Linked DNA regions of Pan troglodytes: all the other regions are linked to region 2. The links are chromatin contacts, called in public Hi-C and HiChIP or PLAC-seq maps. All regions are on one chromosome and are shown on one strand. Each heading gives the region's core, a stretch centred on a gene start, on an enhancer-like site or on the middle of the called end of the contact. The rest is flanking DNA. Distances are from core to core; before and after follow the strand shown. Region 1 holds the start of RFX6 (regulatory factor X6). Region 2 holds the start of VGLL2 (vestigial like family member 2). Region 3 holds the start of GOPC (golgi associated PDZ and coiled-coil motif containing).

What was found. A called contact is a pair of places that touch in the nucleus more often than the background predicts. HiChIP or PLAC-seq counts read pairs in DNA pulled down with a chosen protein or histone mark.
Region 1: a contact with region 2 is called in a Hi-C map of induced pluripotent stem cells, with 2.4 times the contacts expected there. The contact joins the promoter of RFX6 here to the promoter of VGLL2 in region 2. A contact is called at or near these places in 1 of 7 Hi-C or Micro-C datasets (induced pluripotent stem cells) and 1 of 1 datasets of contacts at active chromatin or transcription factors (stem cell-derived excitatory neurons).
Region 3: a contact with region 2 is called in an H3K4me3 HiChIP or PLAC-seq map of stem cell-derived excitatory neurons, with 4 times the contacts expected there. The contact joins the promoter of GOPC here to the promoter of VGLL2 in region 2. A contact is called at or near these places in 1 of 7 Hi-C or Micro-C datasets (stem cell-derived neural progenitor cells) and 1 of 1 datasets of contacts at active chromatin or transcription factors (stem cell-derived excitatory neurons).

What each region holds. Positions count from the first base shown.
Region 1 is chr5:128,778,566-128,782,918 of NHGRI_mPanTro3-v2.0_pri, reverse strand. It overlaps RFX6 (regulatory factor X6), which reads right to left and starts at 1,419. Exons shown (of 19, transcript XM_527584.7): 1 at 1,163-1,419; 2 at 708-864. The coding sequence starts at 1,385.
Region 2 is chr5:129,159,490-129,163,922 of NHGRI_mPanTro3-v2.0_pri, reverse strand. It overlaps VGLL2 (vestigial like family member 2), which reads right to left and starts at 1,884. Exons shown (of 3, transcript XM_003950910.4): 1 at 1,067-1,884. The coding sequence starts at 1,147.
Region 3 is chr5:129,497,251-129,501,859 of NHGRI_mPanTro3-v2.0_pri, reverse strand. GOPC (golgi associated PDZ and coiled-coil motif containing) reads left to right here and starts at 1,587. Exons shown (of 7, transcript XM_063813380.1): 1 at 1,587-2,455. The coding sequence starts at 2,171. All of the region lies in intron 2 of LOC134810364 (a long non-coding RNA gene), which reads right to left.

The DNA of each region.
Region 1 (4,353 bases), core at 170-2,669, 380 kb after region 2:
CTACTATGTAGGAAAGTTTAATATAATGCTTTTACTTTAGAGCCGTCTTTCTTTTAGATAGATATTACAAAATGTTCACTCTATGCGAAAATCCTACTGATAAATTCTTGGTTTTAAAAGATTTTCCACAAAATCCAATTTGTAATATTTTATTATTATAAATCATATATGATAGATGCTATAAAAATAGTTGAACTTCTATTTAAGTTAGTACAGAGAACCGATTTTTTCTATGTCTTCTACTTCAAACACATTTCATCTTATAGAGTATACACTATTTTTAATTTGCCCTCATGAATAAAGGCAGTGTTAAGATCCTTCCTCATTTTAAGTTGTTTTTAAGAATCATATTTTATAATCTCAAAAACTATCAAACAACAAATATGTAAGGACTGAACTGATTGCATATTAAGCCAGTAAGTCATAAAAACGTTCATTAATGCTTACATTTGAAGAAAATATGGTTTTAGTCAATAAGGAACAACGTAATGTGGTTTTCATTTGTATTGCAAATCCTTCATCAGTACTTGTATAAGTCTCTATACTAAAAATTCAGTGAAAAAAATTCTGGGTTAAATTCTAATTGGTTTTTTAAACTTTCCCAAAAAGTCTGAGGAAGAAGTGAATTGTGAAAATCAAAGATCCTGAAGACGCTGGCTGTTAAAACGTCAACAGGTGCTTCAGTGTACCCTGCGGGCGAGTCTCACCACTGCAGCGTGAGCTGTGTCTGCTTCTTTTTATCCTTCACAATCTGCGTGATGGTTTTCTTCTGAGACAGGTATTGATCCGCTGCTTTGGTTTTGCTGTCGTGGTTGTCGGCATCCTCTTCTTCAGAGGAAAAGTTACCATTGTTTAAGTGCATTTCTGATTGCCAGTTGAAGGGATGATAAAGAAAAACAGAATATAAAATCAACTAAGTCGCCTTTAAGTGTACCTTAACTTCAAAGTAGTAGCCTACTGGGGTGGGGGGCGGAGGGGAGGAAAGGGGGGCTATGCAAAATGTCAAGTCTCTACTTGACATTTTACTGAGGAAATACAAAGATTTGGACAGAACATTCTACATCTGCCTTATGTTTGTTCGGGATGCATTATTACTATTGGGTGCCCTTCTTAGAATACGTCCTCGTCCCCTTCCCAGCTCCGGATGCGGCAGAGCACTCACCTGATTTCACTGCCCCCGGCAGCTCCGGGTCTTCGCCTTTCTCCCCGCCGCCCTGCTCGCCCCCGGGCTGCCCTTCGGCCGCCAGGTACACTGTTTCTTCCGGATAGACTAGCAAGCCCTTGCCCAGGAGCTGCACACAGCAGTCTTCCTGGATCCCCGGGGACAGTTGGGGCGCAGGCTGCGCCTGCAGGAAGGTGTCTTCCAGCTCCGGGACCTTGGCCATCCTCCTGGCCGCCGGACACCTCCGCGCGCGCCGCTCGGCCGGTTCCCCAGCGGAGCCCCAGCCCGGGGCGGGGCGGGGCGGGGCTGGGACCGGGGGCCGCAGGGGCGGGGAAGGAGGCCGCAGGCTCCGGTGTGCCCTGGCTCAGCGGAGAAAGGACGCCGCGCACAGGTACAGCCCAGGCCGCCCGGGAGCCGCGGTGGGCCGCGGTGGGACTCCGTTTCTCCACCTGTCTGCGGTCCCGGCCGATGCTTCCGCGAAACTCACTTTCTCACCTGCGCCCGTCACGCCCTGGGCGCTCACAGCTTCCCCCTCCCTCCCGTTCTCTCAACCTGCGCTGGCCGGAGGACCGTTTTCACACTCAGAGCTCCCAGAAAGATCCCGGGAAGGCTCACTGTCTTCTGCAGGGAAAGTGCAGCTGTAACTGGCCCCATCCCTACTTTCAGGTACACTATTGGGGCACCTGGCCGCGCGGCGTGGACTCTGCACGCCTGGGACAGGGAAAAAGTACGCCGGAGTACCGGTCAGTCTTTGCACAGCAGGGACCGGGCTTTTTATTCTGGGAACCTTCCGAGGGATTGGCGAGGGCTCTTCTCAGCATTTGAGGGAAGATCCCATCTCGTCACACACTGCTTTGCTCGAGGGTGCACAGTGGCCCGCACTCCTGGGTCTCCCAGCCCTGGAGGATCTGGCCTCAACACCGAGGAAAGATTCTTTCTCTCCCATTTACCGTTATTTTGTAATTTAAACGCGTCCCTGACGATTACTCATCTCATACCTAGCAGTACGGCAACGGACGTTTGCTTAAGTGAAAAATGAAATTGCGACCATCTTCCAACCCAAAATGGCAATCTCATGGGGGCAAACTATAATCTGTGCTCTCTTTAGATGGGAGTGGTCAGTGGAGACTTGGGATTGGTGTTACCTGACTGCCAGATCATCTTCCTTTCCTTCCACCTTCTGTTCTTTTGACAAATACGCCCAGTGTCTTTATATGTCCAGCGCTCTCCAACAAAAGCAAGGATTCTGCTTTGGATCACATTGCCTCATCACAACCTACAGCATGTCATCTTCTCTTGCAGCATTAGAGAGAGAAATCAGCCTTCGACTTTGACAATATTAAACTACATTACATTGAAATTTAACATAGAACAAACAAAATGGGATCCAAGGTGGTGGGTGGCTGAAGGGTGAATTATGGGAAGGAGCGATACAGTCTAAGTAATACAGCAAAAGCAGCTAAAGTTATGAGTAGATTTGAATCTCCCCATTTTTAGTACCACTTGTTGGGAAAGGCAGCAACTCTTTGTCAAAGGTTTTCACCTTATCTGGTACCTCCAGCAGCTAGATCCAGGATGGGGCTACCCACCCCTCCACACTCCTAAAGTGGGTATACCCCTCCACTGCCTCAGGACAACTTTGCCAGTTTTCTCTACCCAGTCCTCCGAAAGCCTCAGAGCCTGCTCAGACCAGAGGGCTTAGCTGTATGTACAGTACTAAAGTTTAGAATGTTGCCTCTTCACAGAGATACCCTCAGATTCATTCTGTAAAGGGAGTCCCAGTGATTAACTGTGTCTACTTATATGAAATGATAAGAAGAAAAATGTTCAGGAAAATTACTGGAATTTCTTTTTTAAAATACTAACCATATGATAATGTGTTTGTGTGTGTGTATGTGTGTGTGTAAGTCATACAGACACTACGTGAAAATCTGGCAATTATCCAATTGAACAGATCATTGGAAACAAAAACCACGATCAGTTAAGGCCCTAAGTGAACTTTTTGCCTTAATTTTAAGTAAATCTGTTTGCCTAACAAAATAATGTGAAAGTTATTTGTGCTTCTATTCAAAAATAGGAAGTCTAAATAGGCCTATAGCAGGTAAATAAATTTAATCAGTAATAAAAAAACTTCCAACATAAAGAAAGCACAAGACGAGATAGCTTCATGAGTGATTTATACCAAACGTTTAAAGAAGAATAAATGCCAGTTCTTCTCAAACGTATGGTATGTGGTGAAAGCAGAGGAGGGGAAAAGCTGTCAATATTCTAAATTTGCTATTTGTAATTATTATAACGAATCTGAGCTCATGAGACTAGTGTTTTAGAAAAGCAGCTCTAGGCAGGAAAATAGGTAAAAATGGAGAATGATCTTTTAAAATAGTGATTTGTAAGATTTTTATTTTTTATATACTCTTTAAGAAATTTTTGTAAGCTATCAACTGTCTCCCAGGGAGAAAAATGCCCATGAATACGCTAATGTAAAAATTTCTGCTTACGGTTTAACAGACTGTAAGTAAAAAAACCTGAAAAAGTTTATTCTGTTTTAAGGAAAAAAAAAAAAACACATGATGTCTGAAAGGAGATTCTTTGAAGTTCCCAAATTACAGTGTCTTCATGACTGGAGGCACAAGAGTAAAGGGGAAAGGAAAAGGAATTTGGAGTCAGGTACATTTGCACTCATTCTCTTTGTGCTTCTGGGCATTTAACCTTTCTGTGCCTGTTTCCTTCCCTCAAAATTGGAAAAAAATAGTACATATCTATAGTAGATTTTGTGGGTGTTCTGCTCAGATCCCCTTGGATTTCTTCCACATTTTCTGAGCACCCCTCACCCCGTTTTTGCCTCCTTTGGTTTCCAATACCAACCCCAAGACCACCACCTGAGAGCTCCTGGGACTTTTCTTTGGAGGAACTGCCCTTAGCTACCAGACCACCATTGCCCATAGGCAGATAGAGCCTAGGTGCCCCTGAGTAGCACTTAGCCAATGACTGATGGTTGAGAACCTTGATCTCATGTTGGATAAATCTGAGGTACAACTTACAACCAGAGCTCCTCTATGGGATCGGACTGAAACCATCTCCCACTAGACCATTCCTAAAATCCCATCCGTGTTGGCTTCTTGCCCTCCTCTGTCCTGCTACCCCTACTCCCTTTCCTGTTTCTCCTGGCAACACTTTCTTTAAATTGCTTT
Region 2 (4,433 bases), core at 635-3,134:
GAGGTAAGAAAACAAAAAGTGAACCCTATCCGGTCCATCATTAATTCATCGGGAAATTTTCGAATAGACATTTTAAATTTGCAGGCAAAATTAGCAAAAGCATCCACTGGGGCATTGGGGTGTATTTCAATTTCCCCAAAGCAGGTGACCAAGCTCTCACTTTCCAACCTGGAGGGGACCCCTACGGCCTCCCAGGTGTATGATTTCATTCTTTTCCTGCACTACTGTCCTCAGTTTCTGCTACCTCAGCTGAGGAAATGGAAGGAAAATGGTTCAAACAGACGCAGCCTGAAGACAAGAGAAACTGGCAGAATTAAATGGAACTTGAAGAGTTTGCAGAACCCGGGTTGAGTGGTCTTCTTAAAGTGTTTGTTGGAAGCAGGGCTTCCTCATTCACCTACTCAGGCTGGAGAAAGGCAAAGAATTGTCTATCAAGCTCGCCTCTGCCGGGTCAGTCGCACTCCGGATAATGCTCCCAGAACTTCGCAAAGGAAAAAAGTATAAAACTGCGCGGTGCTCTTTGAAATGAATTCGCTGGATCTGGAATTAATTGCCCTGGTCGCCAGAGAATTGAAACGGAAGAAATTATTCCTGAGATAAACTTGCAGGGATGAGAACACCGGCCCTTGCATCTCAGAAAGAGGCTGGCTGGCCTTTGCTTTTGGTTTTGTTGTTACTCTCACCATTGGGACCAAAGTTTGGTTTTTCCTGCGTCAGCTTTGCCTGCATTTCCTGGTACCTGCACCTGGCTTGGAAGAATCTGGAGTCCGACAGACCCTAAGAAGAAAATCCAGCCCGTGCCATCTTCCTCTGATTATTCCAGGGAAGACCTAGGCTCACATTAGCAGGGCTTAGCTGCTTCCCGAGAGCAAACAGGCGAGCTAAAGGGGTTAGCTAATTGCACTACCAACTGGGGGCGGCTCCGGCAATCCCCGCATCCCGGCTGCGCCGGTCCTGGTCGGACGCCCGAGACGCGCGGAGGCGCAGCAGACCTTGGCGTACAGGCCGTGCCGCCGCAAGCGGGGGGCGCTCACTCCTTCCCAAAGTCCCCAGAGGAGACACGTACCTGGTGGTAGGGGGTGTAGGCGGCTGCGAAGTAGGGCTGCGGAGGACCATAGACTTGGTACATAACATCCAGACAGCTCATGACTCTCCGCAGCGGAGACGGTTAAGTGTTTTTTCATTAACTCTCCTTCCCCGGAGCTCAGGGGTGCTGCATGGGCGGCGCTTGGACCCGCGCTCCGGAGTCATCAGGCGGAGCGAAGCCAGCGCGCTCCGCGGCTCGGAATCCAGCTGGCTCGCTACCCTCCCACTCCTGCGATTTTACTCCCGACCGCGCTCCAGGGCAGAAGCGCCTGAGCTCCCGCTAGTGGGCATTTAAAGCCCACGCCCGGCGGGCGTGCTGACGCCACTCGGGGGCTGCGGAGCGGGAGGGGGCGGTGGGGGGCGGGGACCGGGGGGCCAATGGGGAGCGAGGGACGCTTGTTGGAGGGGCAGCGAGTGTGTTTCCCGGGGCCCCCCTCTGACAAGCATGCGGCCAAGGGTGCCGGAGACTATGCGGTTTCCAGCGGATCCAAGGCTTCGCACCGCGAGTAGGAATCTCCCAGGACAAAATAGGAGAGAGAGAGAAAGAGAGAGAGAGAAGGAGGCGGGGACGAAGGGATCCGGGCTCATACACGCAGAGAAAGAAAGTTGGAGAAAGGTCTCTTAGGAAAGCCCTTGTCTCATACTGTAGTTGAGTGGGTGCTTCCAGAAGTGCCGAGGTGGGGCAAATTCTCTGCTTTCGGTTCCTGATGATGTGTGGGGAGGACGGTGCTGTCCCTTGGAATCCCCTAGGGAGTCCGGGTCGTGGCAGACAGGATGTGGGAGTCCGGGTACCCCTCCAGGGCGCAGAAGAGCTACCTCTGCGGGGAAATGGCAGTGGCTGAAACCTGTAACCGCTGTCCTCTAATCCACTTCCTTTCGCTCCCTCTAACCTGGTCCTCCCGCCGCCTGTCCCACACCCCAATTCTGCTCTCTTGGGCCGTGCCCTTCTGCCCCTCTAAAGTTCGATCCTGCTCCTTTCTCTTTGATGTTCTCCACCGGAACCCGTTAGCTTCGCATAGATCGCGCCCGCTTCCGGCTGCTCCCGGTGTGAGCTGCTTTCGAGGAGTCCAGGAGGCTTTACCCGGCCTCGGATGTCTGGCTTTTCATGCTGGGGTCTCCTTGGCCGGGGTCCTTTAAAGTTTTGGCAACTTTGGGGACAAGGACTCGTTGGCGCTAAGAAGAAGCATACTAGGACCCCTACGCAGAGAGGTCTTTTGCTGCCTATTCAGCCGGTAATACCAGCTGCAATGGTATGTTTCATTTTGGAGAGCTGGAAGTATATGCACTCCAACTACAAAACCTTCACCCCTTTCTCTCTCCGGCCCTCCCTGAGAGGTCTGCTGGCTTCGCCCTCCTTCCTGCGACCCTACCCATCCTTCTCAAGCCTACCCCCCACCAAGCCCTCTGGAAAGGGGGTGTAACAGTGGAGTCTTCAGTTCTATAAGTTTAAGAATGCATTGAGACAAGGCTATGTCCATGGCTGGGTCAGGTGGCGGAAGGGGCATTACGGGAATAGAGGCGGGCCAGACTTGGGGGGACCAAGGGAACAGGTTGGGAGCATTAAGAGTCTAGACTCAAGAAAGAGGCAGCATGGATTTCAAACCCTAGTTATTCCCCAGCTTAAATACAACAGAAAGTCTTTATAGAGTCTCAGGCTGTAAGACTGAATAAATGAACCCTTGAAGATCTATTTGTGTTTTAAAAGTGAGTATTTTAAGCCAAATTGTTTTAGGGTTGCAGTTTTTGGTTTTGCCCAATTTATAGATGGGAAATGGCTCCGTGTCTCCAAATGCTTGTAACTGGTGAGCCATCTTGAGCGATTCGACAATTTCCTTAATTAACAACAATGTAATCTATGTAAAGTTTTGTAATCAATAAAAAGTTAAAATAAAGACACTCTTCTAGTACATTTCCATGCAAGCCTCTTTTCAGGGGCCAAGCTGCCTGTTGGATGAAATCCGCCAGCTTCTGGAGCTTCTGATTATCCAGGCGCAAGGGTGAAGCAGAACATCCATCCCACCTCCACCCCAATGTGCCCTCCCTAGGCGTTTCTGAAGATAGGTACAACCACCTATCATCATTTTCTTTGGGGCAAGAGAGGAAACCCTCATCCGAAGAGCCACAGTGCGCTCTTCTGTGTGCGGGAGATGGGGAGTTCAGGTCCCAGTCTCGCTGGCCGCTGCTGCTCACCCTTTCTGCTGGGTCGGCTTCACCCAGGCCCGCAGGAGTACAGGTGTCAACGCAACCATCGCACCAGGGACTCCACGCGGCGGGTGGGTGTGGCCCCGGAGGGTCCGGTCCCCCACTTTCGCGCAAGTCCCGCAGTCCCTCCTTGGACACGGAGGTTCCGCTTTGGGCATCTCTGGGCGTGAACATCGGTGGCTGAAGCCGGCTCCTTTTCGAGCAGCCTGGGCTTGGCAGTGTTGTGCAGGGAGAATGGGGGTTGGTGGGTGGGAAGCGGCGGAAGGCAAGCTCCACTAGCATGTCCAACCAATGCATGGAAACCATGCTTTTGTCCTTGCTCACCTTCCAGTGGCCACCTCCTATTGCCAGTACCCGGTCACTTTGACATTTTTAAATTTTACTATGGCTATAGTACTAGAAGACCTTTTTATTTATTTATTTGCAATTTCCAGAGAAAATCATGACAACCTCTCCAAGTCCAACAAGGCCCAACAGAAAGTTATTTTCGGAAAGGATTACAGGAAGAACGATTTTGCGTATCTCAGACGAAGAAATTGAAGAGAACATTATTCTAGTTGCCTAAGGCTGCTTTACATTCACATTGCTCAATCTCCTCTTACTTGAAACAATTTAAAAAATCTCACTGAAGCTAAGCGAGGGTATGGACTGCACAGGAGTTCGAAGGAACACAAGGAATTGGGTCAGTGAGCATCAATCTAGAATTTAGGAAGGAAACCATTTTATTCCCCCTAAATCCACAGTGAAGGAAGAAAAGCAAACATCCCAGAGTTTTAAAACACGTCCCAAAGATTGGAGAATGTTTCGTCTTTTCTCTATGTCTGAAAAGTTGTCATTTACAGGAGGGTGGTACTTCTCAATCGCATGAGATTGCCTCTTGTTTCTACGCTGAAGCGGAAAGTAAAACACAGCTAAATTTGATCCCCTTTACTCTCCCAGCCATTCAAACCACCAGCACATTATCAAGGTTGAAGAAGTTAGATTTAGATTCAGAGCCTTGGGAATGGGCTACAGGTTGAGAAAATTCTCTTTCCTTCCCTCTGGAGTCCTCTTCCTCAAGAAGAGACTGAAAAACGAACAGATGTCCCTGAATTTGGGCCCCAAGCCCCCAGTGAGATAAACTGTTCCCAGTTGCGTGGAATTGG
Region 3 (4,609 bases), core at 338-2,837, 340 kb before region 2:
AGGACTCAATAATTGAAAGCTATTATAATTGTGGTTCGATGTATTCTCCCCCTGCCCTGCTAATTTTAAATTATTTACTTCACGTTCCTGAAAATGCATTGCTAACTGTATTATGTGTAGATAAAGTGGCTGGGAGCTTGATAGCTGTAGCAATGTTTTTGCAAATATTGTAGATGGAAATAAAGCTAATTTTGGAAGGGAATGGGGAAAGATGTAAATTTTAGTTTTACATTATTTATTGTGTACTAAAACCTGTATGAAGGTCCCTACTTAAGTCTAAGGTCAGGATCTCATGATCCATTTTGATTAGCTAAGTTTGCTCAAGCCAAAGGACTTTATTGCTTCATGCTAACCAGTCTGCCATGCAGTACAAAGACTGCAATAATAAAATTGTGATTTCTTGCTCCTCAGTTGCCTTGCATCAGCGAAGGGCACACAATGCAGGCTTTGGGTTGTGATTAACTGTAAGGGTCTGCCCCAAGAACAGATAACAGCAGACTGCACTCAGCTAAATATGCTTCTAGGTAATGCAGGAGTTTCCACCAGCCTACTCTAATCACACAGGTTTCTCTTTCCCTTTCTAGGACTGTCTACCCTTGAACTGGAAGTAGGCAGAATGTAAAGAGAGGAGTTGCTGGATACTTTTAAAGGCACTGAAAAATTCAAGTTAAAGTTATAGTTGAGAGGTAGTAGCCTCACTAGCCTATCTTGAGTAAGGGTCATGTCTCATTCATTTTTGTGTCTTCAATGTCGCAACAGAGCTCTGCATTCAATATATTTGTAAATATATGAATTCACAATTTTGATTTTCTGAAATGTCACGTGTGAGGACACTACCAGTTTTCAAATAAATACACCTTTTAAAGTACAGTTATGTGCCAAATAACAAGGCTTCAGCAATGAATGGATCGCATAAACTATGGTGATCCTGTAAGAGTATATGACTATACCTTTTCTATGTTTAGATATGTTTAAGTACACAAATAGTTACCACTGTGTTATAATCGCCTACCATATCCAGAATGGCAACATGCTGTACAGGTTTACAGCCTAAGAGCAATAGGCTACATCATATAGCCTGGGTGTGTAGTAGGCTATACTATCTAGGTTTGTGTTTAAATACACTCTAGGATGTTCCCTAAGGGATGATTAACCTAAGGACACATTCCTAAGAACATATCCCCATCTTAAGTGAAGCACTACTGTAGTTGCTTTTGAAATGTGTGACCTATGGTGTATTAAGAGGAATACCGTGTGCCAAGAAGTGACGCTAAGCGTTTTACCTTACAACTGAGTTAAGTAAAATTTGGAAACTTGGTTTCGAGGTTAATACATGAAAGGCGACACAGGTAGTATGTGACAGAGGGTAAGAATTGAATCCAGGTCTACCTGACTCTTAATCACAAGACAAAAAGTCTTCTATTAATTCCGCAAAATCTGGTCAGCCGCTTCAATGCGCAGGTTTAGGCAGTCCACACCTGGAATTTGGGGTCTGGTTTACCAAGAACAGCCAGTGTGTACACCCACTCCATCCTATCCAGGAACTGGAATCGAGAAGGTAAAACGTGGCTATTGCGCATGCTCACACCGCCCTTCCTTGCTCTCCCCTCCCTGACCCTAGATGCCACCGCAGCAACTTTCTGGGAGGATTTTGGAACGGCTCCCGCCAACTGTTAAGTCAAACCGGCGGAAATCCTTCCTTTCTGCGACGTGGACACCTTTCTCATCCTCGGGCCTTTCCAACCAGGATGCAGAAACCACGCGCCTCCGTTTCTCAGGGATTCAAGCCTTAGTTTGCCAGTTGTTAATATGGCCGCTGACAGGCCGCTCCCAAGCTGAGGCCTTTCATAGGCCAAGATCGCATCCTGTCCCCGCCTATTTTGTCCCTCGTGGCTGCGTCCGCCCAGCTCTTCGCTACGCATGCGCAGCGGGGGCAGGCTGGGAGGTGGGACGGACTGAGTCTTCCGTGTGTCGCCGCCGTTGCCGCCTCAGCTTCAGCCTCGTTACTCCTGCGGTTCTGTGGCTGTGCTGCTGGCGTTAACGGCGCGAGGTGAAGGGAGGTGACGGAGTGTGCCCGCGCGCGCGGGGGTCCCCTCAGTCCCAGCAGTTCCCTTCGTGCGCGGGGGGCGGCGAGGGTCTTCAGCAGTCGGGAGAGGCCCTTGACGGCGCCATGTCGGCGGGCGGTCCATGCCCAGCAGCAGCCGGAGGGGGCCCAGGGGGCGCCTCCTGCTCCGTGGGGGCCCCTGGCGGGGTATCCATGTTCCGGTGGCTGGAGGTGCTGGAGAAGGAGTTCGACAAAGCTTTTGTGGATGTGGATCTGCTCCTGGGAGAGATCGATCCAGACCAGGCGGACATCACTTATGAGGGGCGACAGAAGATGACCAGCCTGAGCTCCTGCTTTGCACAGCTTTGCCACAAAGCCCAGTCTGTGTCTCAAATCAACCACAAGCTGGAGGTGAGCCGTGGGTGCTGGCGGCTATGGCATCCAACCCCAGGCTGCCCGGTGGCGTCAGATCCCATTTAACGCTCCAGTGAAACGACCCTAGAAAACTGCCCACCGGGGCTCAAATGTGATGGGAGAGTGCATGTCTGAGGAGTGAGGTGAGGGTGGGGGACAAAAAGGGCCCTAGACCGACGTGTGAGTTCCCGGGGTACTGTCGTCCACCTTCCTAGTATCTCTCTGAGGAGGAAACTAATTACATACACCAGCCTCCATTGCACATGTTACATTAACAAACCTAACAAAGATTCTCTGTCATGAAAATACCGTAGGCCACCTTTTGACAATTGAGTTTTGCAGATCTGCTTTCACATTGATAAACCGAATTTGTATATGTTAAGACAGATACAGCACTGATTATTTTCATTTTAATTATTCCAGGTCAGCGCCTATGATTGTATACAGAGACATGCATAAACTATTTAGGGGAATCTGATCAAAGCTCTTAGGAAAATTTCGTGGTGCATAACGATAGTATCACTGTCTCGGTTTACATCCATAGTTGGTTGTTAAATTACAGGCAGATACCTCCAGAGAGCTCCCTGCAATTATTGAAATTACTTCTGACCTTGAGTTTTTATATGCTTGTACATTACTGTGTAATTTTCCAAAGTCTGGATTTATTTTTGAGAGAGTGTAAAGAATCATTTGCTTTAATCTCTGATCCTGGGTGTGGGTGAGGGTGGAGTGGCTGTGGTTCAAAAAAACAAAACTATCATATTGTGCAGAAAATTTAAAAAGGACATTATTAAAATATTTAGAAATCAAGATAGATTAACATTATTGCATAAAGAGTACTTTCTAACTAGGCAATTTAAGAGAATGGGTCTTTCTTTTCAAAAAGTGTAATAGATAAAAATGGGATAATCAGTGATGTGCGAAACTCTGAACATGCTTTCCTAAGAAATCATCATTACTCGTTGTCATTGACAGTGCCCATTGTATCTATATCAATATGAATGTCAGTTAAACATCCTCTCCTTGCCTAGTGGTCAGCATTCTTTCTCTCCTATTAGCCATGAAATATGTGGCATAATTAATCTTTGATTAACATAGATTTACATATCCAAGAATTGTGGCTCTTCTCCACTGCGAGAACTGTTAATTTCTTCTATCCTTTTTGAAAAGATTAGAAAGTGCTAATATGAAGGTAATCACTTCTTACTGTAGGTAAATGAAAACATCTCTTGATTTCTTTATTGATAGTAATTTCCACAAGAAAGCTATTTTTCTCAGATCGTGAAATTGCATTTAATGTTTTCTAGAAATAGTACTTTAGCTTTATTTCATCTTATTTTATCTTATTATATTTTTTTCAAAAAAGAGATGGAGTGCTTTGTTGCCCAGTTTGGTCTTGAATTCCTGGCCTCAGGTGATCCTCCTTGCCTTGGCCTCCCAAAGTGCTTTGATTACAGACATGAGCTACTGTGCCTGGCCATTAGTTCTCTAGCTTTAAACAACAAAGATCAAGAGTAGCCTTTACCACATGTTATAATTCGAATGTGTCCCCCAAATTTCATGTATGGGAAACTTAATCCCCAATGTGACAGTATTGAATCTCCAATGTGGGGCCTTTAAGAGGAGACTGGATCATGAGTACTCTGTTCTTATGAATGGATTAATCCACTTATAGATTGATTTGTTATTGGATAAATGGATGAATGAGTTATCATAGGAGTGTAGAACTGGTGGTTTATAAGAAGAGGAAGAAAGACCTGAGTAAGCATGTTAGCATGCTCAGCCTCCTTGCCATGTGACACCCTATGCTGCCTCCATACTCTGCACAGATCCCCTGCCAGCAAGAAGGCTCTCGACTTCTCGAGATCTGGCCCCTCGACCTTGGACTTCTCTGTCTCCATAACTGTAAGAAATACATTCCTTTTCTTTATAAATTACCTAGTTTCTGGTATTCTGTTATAAGAAACAGAAAGTGGACTAAAACATCACACGAGAAATTTCATATCATTTACAACTGCAGTATCAACTGGGCATTAACAACTTTTTAAAAATGAAACAATATTTTATTTATTTTTAAAATGACCTAAGGAAACTTTAAACAGGGATTTGATGTCAGATATAAAAATTGAAATTGGGAGGAAGGATAATTTT